Linked DNA regions of Mus musculus: region 1 is linked to region 2. Evidence: chromatin contacts called from public HiCAR-type data. All regions are on one chromosome and are shown on one strand. The core of a region is the stretch at or near the end of the contact, and the rest is flanking DNA. Distances in the headings are between cores, read along the strand shown.

Evidence for each region. HiCAR-type assays count read pairs that join an accessible place to other places.
Region 1: a contact with region 2 is called in a HiCAR-type map of kidney, with 2.2 times the contacts expected there. The contact joins the promoter of 4831440D22Rik here to the enhancer-like site in region 2. A contact is called at or near these places in 3 of 484 Hi-C or Micro-C datasets (cortical neurons, liver and nephron progenitors), 2 of 115 datasets of contacts at active chromatin or transcription factors (embryonic stem cells and kidney) and 3 of 9 other capture datasets (adipose tissue, liver and pancreatic islet).

What each region holds. Positions count from the first base shown.
Region 1 is chr8:91,463,221-91,469,318 of GRCm38.p6, reverse strand. It overlaps 4831440D22Rik (a long non-coding RNA gene), which reads left to right and starts at 1,556. Exons shown (of 2, transcript XR_879086.3): 1 at 1,556-2,069. It overlaps Fto (fat mass and obesity associated), which reads right to left. Exons shown (of 9, transcript NM_011936.2): 5 at 923-1,002.
Region 2 is chr8:91,401,630-91,407,184 of GRCm38.p6, reverse strand. Fto (fat mass and obesity associated) reads right to left here. Exons shown (of 9, transcript NM_011936.2): 2 at 5,301-5,378. Among named protein-coding and RNA genes, the nearest start is that of 4831440D22Rik, 63 kb to the left of the region's middle. Within about 2 kb of position 4,059, at least 34 of the 459 cell types and tissues checked have an H3K27ac peak or open chromatin away from gene starts, as enhancers often do. A contact at or near this core is called in kidney, liver and pancreatic islet, where this site is marked.

The DNA.
Region 1 (6,098 bases), core at 307-2,806, 65 kb before region 2:
TCACCATGACGTCTTGTCTTATTTCCATTCTGACCTCAGATCAGCCATTGCCCTGCAAAACTGGGCTGGGAGCATGGCTGGAGCTTAGAAGTTCTCTGACCTCCATCGCTGTAAGCTTCCCATGGATTTACATGATATATCCAGCTGTTCAACCAAAATTTAAGGGAAATGTTGATCTCAGCTGTTTGAACTCACATAACATACACTTAGGCATATAAACTCACCCCATTTCTTTCCCTCTCAGCCATGGTAGACATGGTTACACGTGGATGCTTTAAATCGGCAGTATATGCTGATGGCATTTATCATTTCCATGAGATAAAGCCATTGGCTGGTAAGGTACTGCCAAACCTGAGGACCCGAGTTTTATCTGTGGGAGCTATGTGGTGGAAGGAAGGAAGGAAATAACTCTGCCAAGATGCCTCTGACCTCCACACACGTGCTGAGACACACAGACACACAACGGGAGAATACACACAAACACACAAAATAATAAAGAAATGTCATAAGCCAGGCGTGGTGGCACCCGCCTTTAATCCCAGCACTCAGGAGGCAGAGGCAGGAGGATTTCTGAGTTCCAGGCCAGCCTGGTCTACAAAGTGAGTCTAGGACGCCAGGGCTACACAGAGAAACCCTGTCTGGGGAAAAAAAAAAAAAAAAAGTCATGTGTTTAAAGCAAACAAACAAACAAAAACCCAGTTACAAAGGGCAAAGTAAGTTTTTTCTATACTGTGAGTAAACTTTAAACCTGCAGCTACTACAACCCAGAGCCAAAAATATAAGTATATAAGGTGTAAAGTCGAATTAGATACAAGTTAGTTTCCAATCAAGTACTCTTCGGAGCCCTACAATAAACTGTCCACCCAACGACCTCTGCCACATTCAGTTAAGCATGAATCATCACATTTTTATTTCTGCTTACCTCTGCCACACGGTGAGTGGAACTAAACCGAGGCTGTGAGCCAGCCAAAACACAGTGCTGGTGGGTGGCATTGAGGTCATCTGCAGAAAAAAATGCAAAAAATAAATTACCGTTTATTAGTCAGTACATGCTATCCACTGTTTAACTGGAACAAAAGGTGAACAGTAACTATGTCCCGTCATCCAAGGAACAACAGTCACCAAGGAGTTAACATTAGGATGGCCACACAAATACTACTGCCTGTGGATGGAAAAAATGAGCCCTTCAGTCCAGGGGTCTAGTGTATGTGTACAGATACATATTTATCTTAAATAAATCACCCACACCAGGATGCCATCAATAACATTCCAGGCTAGCTTCTGGAAGCATAGCATATGGACCACTACTGACACATGGTTTTATGGTGTGCATCAACTACCACGTTTTCTGTCTGTGGATTAAGCTGTCCTCTTTCATAGTTATAACTTTATCTTTAGCAGAAACCAGAATCCTTTTCAATTATTTAGAATTAAATGTCTTTCATTCCAAGTTCACCTTTTTTCTACCTAACTGAAGATTCAATTTTGCCCTGAAATTAACCAATCCAGCATGTTGGGCTCTTGGAGCAGAAGTCAAGCCTATGAATCCTGACTTCAGAAAGGAAACGATGGTGGTAATCCATTAGCGGAAGACAAATCAGAAGCCAGTTTCTGTGTGTTTTAAAATGAAGGCTACAGCTGGACAGTGTCTATCACACTCACTTAAGGCATTATTACCTCATTTATTACATAGACAAGAACTGAACAGTGGGTGCCTCAAAGACATGATCTCCACTGCAGGCAATACAGGCCTCTACAAGGTCTGAAGACAATGACTTCAACTACACGGCTACCTCCACCAGGTCCCATAGAGGTGGGAAAACACTCAGAGCTCCTCTAGACATAGAAAGGAAACAAAATGACAAGTGGAAGGCTTCAGCCCAGACACTGTGAAAGTAATCTAAGAGGGCTGAAAGCTTTGGCTCCCTGAGAACAAGAAATGACAGTACAAGACCTACCCACTTGTAACAACTAAATGCTTCTAACAAGAAAAAGTAACTAAGCAAAAATAGGCATCAAAGTTTTCTGACACTGGGAAACTGATCCCTGGGAGAAGAGAACCAACACAGGTAGGTCGGCACCTGCTCTAGCTTAGGTGGGAGGGCGTTCAGATACAGAGTAGGGAAGTAAAGTGAATGGAAAAGGCAGATGAGAACGGGCAAGCCAAGAGGGCAGCAAGGCTCCGACATGTACGAGATTGTGCAGGCCAGAGGTGGGGGTGGGGTGGGGGGGATGAGGGCGGGGATGGGAGTGGGGGTGGGGACTCACTGCAGTCATTGGCTAAGCACTGACCTATGCATGTGTGAATAAAAATGCCCAAGGGATGAAAAAGAAGCATCAGAAAGGAGCAGCCTGGGCTAACCCCAGACCTCACTCATCACCAGGAAGGAGGAGGCTCCGGAGGGGGACTGCTCCTAGGACAAGGTACTTCTCCATAGGAAAAGGGTCACATCAGCAACAGAGCCAAAGCTGTACTGTTAGATACACCCAGAAAAGCCTAAACTAAGCCTCTAAAGAACCCAATTCATATAAGAAAGTGAATTATCCATTAAGGCATATTCTAACAGTATTTAAAAGAATGTAACAAAAACAGCTATGCATCATATACCATATACTCTAGCATTCATTGAAAAGATAATAAGAGAAAACTCTACACCTACATAAGACATGTGCAGATCTTTCTTTTCACACACATAAAGTTTAATCTCATACACATATTCAGAAGCTTTTGAAAGTTGGATAGTCAGTATCCAACTAAAAGGGTCACTAAATGAGATGAATGGAAATTTAGACACTACAGGGAAAAAATGAGTGAACTTCAAAAATGAGTGAAGAAAGGAACTCTCCAAACTAAAGGACACATTTCTAAAGACTCCAAAAGCATGAGTGCGCCAGTGATGTATGGATGGATGTTAGTAGCTTGGCACACATGCAGCCTGCATCATGGTAAGAGCAAACAACCTGAAAAGGCCAATGTGCCCAAAGCATTTTCACACTTATGAAAACAACAGGCTCAGAGTCAAGCAACACAAAAACTGGAAGCAAAGTCAAACAGAATCAATGGTCACTGTGACCAGATGCCTGATGGTGGGAAAGGAACGCACTGAACAGAGGAAGGAGCAGTGTGAATGCAGACGGCTCTTCCCTGGTGGTCGGAGCATGCGGGAGACACCTGGGGAATGTGGATATATAAACCAAAGAAAATTGTCAATCAAAAGCCTGGACCTCAGGGGAAACGTGGGTCTAAACGAAAGGGCAACACAGAAAACACTGACCCAGCTCCTTTCTAGGAAATACATGAACTGAGTTCTTATACTACACACTACCTGTGGTGGTTTGAATATGCTTGGCCCAGGGAATGGCACTATTGGGGGGGGTGTGGCCTTGTTGGAGTAGGTGTGACCTTGCTAGAAGAGGTGCGTCACTGTGGAGGTGTGGCTTTGAGGTAATATATATGTTCAAGCTCTGCCCAGTGTGAGAGAGATTAATCCTCTCTTGGCTGCCTTCAGATCAAGACATAGAATACTCAGCTCCTTCTAGAGCACCATGTTTGCCACACTTCTTACTATGATCGATAATGGACTGAGCCACGGAAACTGTTAGCCAGGCCCAATTAAATGTTGTCCTTTATAAAAGTTACCTTGGTCATGGTGCCTCTTCACAGCAATGAAACCAGAACTAAGACACTGTTCAAACTAAGAATGGAGAAAAACACTGAGAATTCTCTGTGAAATTCATAGTTGGAGAGCACAAAATTGCTAAAAGACCAAGGCTGGTCATAAGACACAAACACTCTGTGTACCTTGCTACTTCACTAAACAACTGTTTAATACAGCTCCATTTACCAGAAACATCATGTGATCATTATGAAAAAAATCTGAAAAAAATTAAAAATATAGCTTGAAAGAATAAACAAAATCTGAATCAATCAAATAGGGAGGGATTTTAGATCACTTGTATTGGTCAGATAAGAGGAAATCATAAGTAAATCAACAATACCAAGACCTGAAAATATAATCTGCTTCCACTGGCTTAAGGCAGACAATGTCCTCACAAATCACTTCTCTTGCAAAAGGTCAGAGCTTCTTTCCTTCTTAAGGCTAAATAATACTCTAGTATATATAATATACATAATATGTCTCATATAATATATAATAATATAATATATAAAAATACATAAATTATATTACATATATATACATTTTGTGTTTCTGAATTGTGAATTTCTCAAGTTATTCTCAAAATTATATACTATATAATATATAATTTGCAGAAATAGGTGATATATTATATACTATATAAACTATGTTATAACACACAGACATGCATGCACACTATATTCTGTTCAACTATTTATTAGTTGATGGGCACTTGGCTCACTTCTATCTTCTGCTATTGTGAATGACAGTGGCATGGCCATTGGTGCACAGATCTTTGTGCACCTGATTTCAATGCACTTGGTATATATTCAGATGTGGGATTCCTGGCTTGTACAGGGATTCTATTTAACACTTGAGAAAATGCAATACAGATTTCCATAGGGTCACACCAGTTAACGTTTCTACCATCAGCACATATGCTCTCTAGTTTCTCCACACGCTTACCAACACTTGCTAGTTTCTGCCTTTCTTTCTTACTGCAGTGGTGTCAATTGGATATGTACATTTCCCAATGAGCAATCTTTTAAGAGCAGACTCATCTAGGCTGGCCAATCAAAACTGGTCACTCACCTAAATGTCTGAGGCCAAGTCACAAACTCTCAGAATAAAAAGGCAAAGCATTTGTGACCATGCAAAGGTGGCAGGACTACTTCTCTGATGTTCTAATGAAGATGGAGCTGCAGGCACAGACTGCAGCTCAGCAACTTCACATGCTATCAAGGTGCCCAACCCTGGCACCTCAGATCTTCTATGTGTGAGAATCTAAACAAACGACAACTTCAGCACCCTCTTGTAGAAAGAGGAAATGTACTAATCCAGATTCTACAATGAATTCGGTCCCAACTAAGGAGGGAAAATTCTGAGAATAACTTGAGAAATTCACAGTTCAGAAACGAAATCACCAAAAACCAAGATGGAATTACAATCTTGCCACCTCACTGAAAGCCGATTTAATGCAGTTCCACTCACCTGGGATATCCTCTTACACATCATGGAAAATATGAGAAGGCAATCTAAGAGTCAAAAAGCAGAGCATGAAAGAATGAGCAAACATCAGAACCAGTCAGCTATGACAAGAATGTTAGAATTACCAGACCATTAATTTTTTAAAAACTGTGATTAATATACTAAAGATCTAAAGGGAAAAGTAGACAACATACAAGAGCAGATGGGGAACTTGAGCAAAGGGTGGGGACTCTAATCATCAAAGAGAGATGTTCAAGATCAAAACCCCACCAGAAACGCTGAGTGCTTCTGATGGGCTCATTAGCAAACAGGACATGACAGAGGGAAGATCTCAAAGCTCAAAATATGTTAATAGAAACTTCCTGAACTGAAAATCCCAAAGAGAAAAAAATGGCTAGAAAAAGTAGACTATGGAAGAACTAAGATACGTCTATAAATGGTATCATATATGTATAACTGGAAGGAAAATACTGACAGGAACAGAGGAAAAGCAGGAGCAATGGTAAATAGCAATCCGTAAATCTCTATCACTCACCAACCCGAGGAAGCTCAGAAAACACCAAGCACAGGTGAGTGCCGACAACAAAACAGTGTCCCATACTCACTATGTCCCCATCACTGGTTTTATTTGCTTAGTCTTGAGGACTCTGAGACTGAGCCCAGGGCATGTACTCCACCACTGGGCTATATATACCTCTGCCCTGGCATATCACATTCAATTTCTGGAACCCAAAGACAAAACATTTTGAATGGAGCTAGAAAGGAAAACAACTCATCTATTTGGGAACAGAGGCAAAATCCAAAATCTGACCTCTCCTTGGAAACTGTTCAAGAAAGGAATATGGGAAGTTTAGGAAGTCGTATTGGTAATGGAAGAACAGCAGCCTAGCACTCTGCCACACGATAGCATCCTTCAAATGCAAGGAGAAATCAAGCCTTCCCAGACAAATGAAAACCAAAATTACTGTGTAG
Region 2 (5,555 bases), core at 2,810-5,309:
TTGCCAGGACACTATTCTTGATGGTGTGATAAGATGGTCTGAGTCATCAGCCATCTTCAGAAGGCCTGCCTCTGTGTGAGCCTGATGTACTTCAGCACGACGAGAAGGAACGATGAATGATAGCGGGCTCTCTCTGCCACAGTCTCACAGAAGATGAATGGGAGAATGCCTACCCGACATGTCCTGGTTAAACTAGGACCTGATGCACAGAACAGCTTCAGACATTAGTTAAGGACTGTCTTTAGAAAGAACAGCGAGGGACTTTGGAGAAGAGATGAACATTAAATAATCTGAGTTCATCCTGTCAGACGAGCGGGTTCACGTTCCGTTTAGACAGGTACATGAGCAACATCAGATAGCACACAGTAATTTGGAACAGCTGTTGGCAGACTTTCAAATATGTTAGTGTAATTTTTTTGATTAATCCTGTTAAAGTTTTTCCAGGGAGTACACAGTCGTGAAATTACACTATCGCTGGTTTGCTTGCACTCTATATTTCTTGAGGTCCATGAACACTTACTTCTAGGGCATAGAAGACGATGTTGAGTTTAGTATTTGGAAAGGTATGTCAGCCATGATGGGCCAATATGCTGGCTCTAATCAATGGACTGGAAGGTCTGCAACCCTGGCTCTCCAGGGAGACTTCATCTTGCCCATCCTGTTGCACTACATATAAATTCCATCTTTCCTTCCTACCAAGGTATGGTCTGAAGGACTTTCATCATTCCGAGAAGACAGGCACAGTACTGAGTGAGTAACCCACTTGTTTATAGGAGGTCAGATCAAATGAGGCCCAATAGAACCCTATCTTCAACTGAGAGAACAGAATTTACTACCTGTAAGCAGCCTGAGAAACATATTCTCCTGACAATGTCCATGACCAGAGCCAATGAGAATCCATCTATACCCTGTTGTCACAGGCTCTGCTGCTAACACCTCATGCTTGCATTCTGAGCATCACACACACTGTCCTTCATAATGTTGTCTACCTAATTTTTATTGACAATACTTGCGACTTGACAACCATCCCAATACTAAAAGGCCACGCACGTGGCTGCGCCTCCAGCTGGATCATGCCATGCAGAGCCCAGGGGAAGTGCGGTTCTGAAGCCCCATGGAAGATCTGCCATGGCTGTTACTACCAGGTGGGTGGAACCAAACTGATGCTCTGCTAGTGGTGGGGTGTGGGTTCATGCAGTCATTTACTTAACAGCCCATGCTATTGTGTGTGTGTGCTTCAAATCCAGCTAGTGCTAGTTATGCAGCAGACATTGAATAACATCCATAAATATGCTGATTAAAAGTAAGTTAGGCCCTACAGATAGTATCTCGTATTTTACCTGCATAGACAGGATGGAAAGTGAAGGAGTCCCACTGCAGAAGGCCAAGTACACAGTTAGAGGATGAGAGGAGAGTTGGCGAGGAAAACCTGGAAAAATCCTCACTTGGGGAGGGGGAGGGGGAGGAAGAGTTGGCTCAGTGGGTGACGGCACTTGCCACCAATCCTGATGACCCGCTTTATAAGGAGAGAACCAACTCCCACAAATTGTCCTCTGACCTCCAGATGTGCACCGTGGCACCACACATGTACACACTCAGGCAAAATAAAAGAATGGAAACCATCTTAAGATGTCTTGGTATGTTCTGTTGAAGCAAAGGAAGAGTGGAGAAGCTGGGAGGCAGCTGCAGCAGGACATGGCTACAGCAAGAACGCCGCAGCTTTGGCCCCAGGGCAATCGGCAGGGACAGAAAGCAGTCACGAGACACCTTACCAGTGGGATTTCCTGGGACATTAACAGAATATACAGTATTTACATAAGGGCATTTTTCTTAGGGTAAACAGTGGAGGGGAGGAGGGTAGAGGCAGACACCTGGTAGAAGAAGGGCAGGCAGGGTCAAAGTACAGCAAGGTGCTCTCAGACACTGGTGTCTGTCAGATCCACAGTAGGTGAGGGATAAGAGGCTGGCCAGAGGGCTGGGTCTACCTACCGATAGTTTTGTGAATGTTAAGTGGACACGCTGAGTTTGTACTTTACCTCAGAAACGAGGGGGACTCAGCAAAGTAAACAAAGCAAGGAGGGACACATGGACATATTTCTAAGAATTCAGTTCTGGTGGCACTGGAGGGCACCGACCTAGATAAGACAGAAAGCTACAGATGGGAAATAAGCATGGCCTTTAAGTATACTGGCAATGGGGGGTGGGAGAGATGGCTCAGAGGTTAAGAACACCGACTGCTCTTCTAGAGGTCCTGGGTTCAATTCCCAGCAACCACATAGTGGCTCACAACCATCTGTAATGGGGATCTGATGCCCTCTTCTGGTGTGTCTGAAGACAGTGACAGTATTCTCACATATATGAAATTTAAAAAAAAAAAAAAAAGTATACTGGCCATGGCAGGAATCTGAGACATTCTGGAGAAGTAAAATTGCCAGAACCTGATGTCAGAAGCAATGAGGAGCAGTTGCAGACAGTAAGATTCCTAACCTGAAGAACAGGATCAGGGGACCCCACTAGGCACAAAACATGAGCCAGTGCTGAAGAGCATGGGTCCCTAATAAAATGGAAGTCGTGGCCTGTGACGGGCATGCGCTAAGCCTTCTTGTCTCCTCTTCCCATTCCTGGGCAAGTTCCTCCTAACTGGGTCAACATCTGACCTCTGAACCCTTTGGCCTTCCTTAGACCCAGGGCTTCCCACCTGACCTAGTCACATGGCTTGTGAAGGTCCTCCCACACGACCTTCCCACGAGGAAGGTCAAAGAAAGCAGGGACCTTTGATCACCCTACACAACTTTATCTTTAACTCCCACAGCACTGCAGGGCCTCAGTGGGGAGGCTACAGAGCACACGACTACCTAATATGGATCGTATTGAGTTGGGTGCTAGTGGGAAAATTTCAGGTAGAACCTAGCACATAGTCAGGACTGAGGGCTTGTGGGCATCACAGATAAGCAAACATGGGAAGAGTTAGTGGGCACTGGAAAAAGGGCAAGCTGTCTCAGAAGGGCTAACAGATGCAGGAAAAGATGGAAGCAGCAGAGATTAACCAGGGCGCTCCACAGAGCCAGGGATGAGGCCTGGTCCTTAGACTTCCTGCTTCTAAAGCTCAAAAAGGCTGTAACCCTCTCTGTGCCCCAGTGTCCTCGGCTCCAAAGTGAGCTGCACGGCCGCTGCCACGGGGGACTTGGTGGCATTTAAATGAGCTAATGCAATGCAATGCAATGCCCTGACTCAGCTCTGGTCCTGCTGGCGCAGGAGGAAAGGGCACATAGGACAACCTGGGACCAGCACTACTTCAGGGAATGCTCTGGGATCGGGGGACAGTCTGTCTTCTCACTATGTCACTGTGTGTTTCCTGTGTCCTGAGGCAAGCTATCAGACACTCCCTCTGCTGCCCTACTTCCAACTGTTGACACTGCTGATTCCTGGTTATTTTCCAGGCGTTTCCAGCTGTAACGTGGTGCAGAGAGGAGCAGAAAGGGCCCAGCCTCAGAACCACATCAGCGGGAGGCTGGCCTTCAGTTGTGATGCTCAGACATGAACTCATTCTCTCCTGATGTTTCAAACAGCAGTAAGACCTGCCTTGGCTTCCTCAAACTTGACGGAGGCAGTTGGTGACTTGTGGGAGAAATCACTAAAGCTGGTGTGGCAATATATTGTGAATATGAGCATTCACAAAACAGCACAGTGCCTGGCCCAGGCTGAGACAGCTAACATGCCTGAATGCTAGCTGGGTGACATCAGAATTTTACCTCAAGCTAGTTTGACATTCCTATAAAAAGGCTGTGTAAGGGACTCAAATGTTGGACCTGAACCATCCATTCCTGTCATTTATAAAATGGGAAAAGAAACCGCAAAAACTTTGTATGTATACACAATTATATACACAATTGGATATTGCATAACCATAAGGGAGGAAGTCCTATCACACGCAGCAACAGGGATGGAACTGGAGAATATTAACTTGAATGAAACCAGACAAACACAGTAAGACAAAGTACACATGATTTCACAGAGTGCTGTAGAACAGAGCAAAGTCTCTACAGATGGGAAAAGGGAGCATGATGCAAGGACAGAAAGAGGAGACACATGAGGGAGACTGGGAAGGATGCTGGGGAGCAGCCTCAACAGTAGAAGGTCAACATGGGCTCATGTGCAGGATACTACACCACGATGGTCAATATGGGCTACCAATTAATTTTAAGTACTTTGAGTTCACCCTTTGAGAGTAAGTTTCTTCAACTGTTCGTTTTTGTCCCTGTTTTGCTTCTACTTTTATTCTGTTTTGGTTGATGCAGGTCAGCTCTGAACTCTTGGGCTTGACCACACAAGAAGTAGGATCTGTAAGTATCTGCAGTACATACTTACAGCATGCATGCATACACACATGCATATACACATACATGCATACATACACACATACATGCATGCATACATACAAGCACAGCCTATAGAACAAGCTTTCCAGAAGCTCAAGGCTTATTAGCAGATAACTATATTTAACATGATCACTAAGAAGCCTGCAGGGGTTGTCTGTCTGTATCTGGGTGGGTTTGTTTGTTTGTTTGTTTCCTGTCCCTGGTGTGTGGCAGGCCAAAGCACAGCAGGCTATCACCTTTCCCATTTAGTTCTTCATGTTCTTACACAACACAAAATTGGAAGTGGCTGGAAGCTACATGGAGACAACTGAGTACCAGAAGGTCAATGGGTTTCTCTCAAGTCCTCTGAGCTTACTGCTTCTGCTTGCTTCAAACTGTCTTTTTACATTTCTTTTTGTGCGTTGTAAAACAAATACATGTTCGCTGCAGATGACCTGGCTGACCAGATAAGCTATGAGAGTGCTCTATCACTACTGGATATGATATTTCTGAAATCATCCCTCTCTTTTTCAATGCCACCTCCTGAGGAAGTGTGTATGTGGCCTTGATTGTCAGGGTTTATTATAGACATGCAGGTGTTACCAGGGACAGGAGAAGAGGACAAAATTGTATTCTATGCAGAACAAAATCAAGACAAACAAACAAAAAGCCTGCATGAGCAGAGAGGTGTGCAAAGGCAGGAAGACGCACAGGTGCTGGGCAGTGGAAACAGTGTGCTTTGTCTAGACAGAGTTTAAAGAGAAAGCAGATAGGCAGGGGAGGCATGTGCTCTAGGGACGATGCATGGCCTGGGACCTGGCCCCTAAGTGCAATTTGTACCCTAGCAATTCCACTGATCAAATACAGAGGCAAAAATTGGTAAAATAAATAAATAATAGTAACAAACAAACAAACAAACAAACAAATAGCAAAGCATCTTACCTGCTGATAGAACTCATCATCTTTGGGGGTCAGGTAAGGAAGCCAAGTGTCTTCAAGCTCCTCAAGGAGCCTCAGTTTCTGGTTAAAAAATAAGAATTACATATTACTGAATAAAAAGTGACCTCAAGTATAGATTAGTATATTATCTTCGAACAAAACACACACAATAATCTTAATGAACTTGAAGGTAGACGCTTTTAAACGTCTTTAATTGTAAGATGTACAAAGCATCCTATCAGAAATGATCCTGCTCAC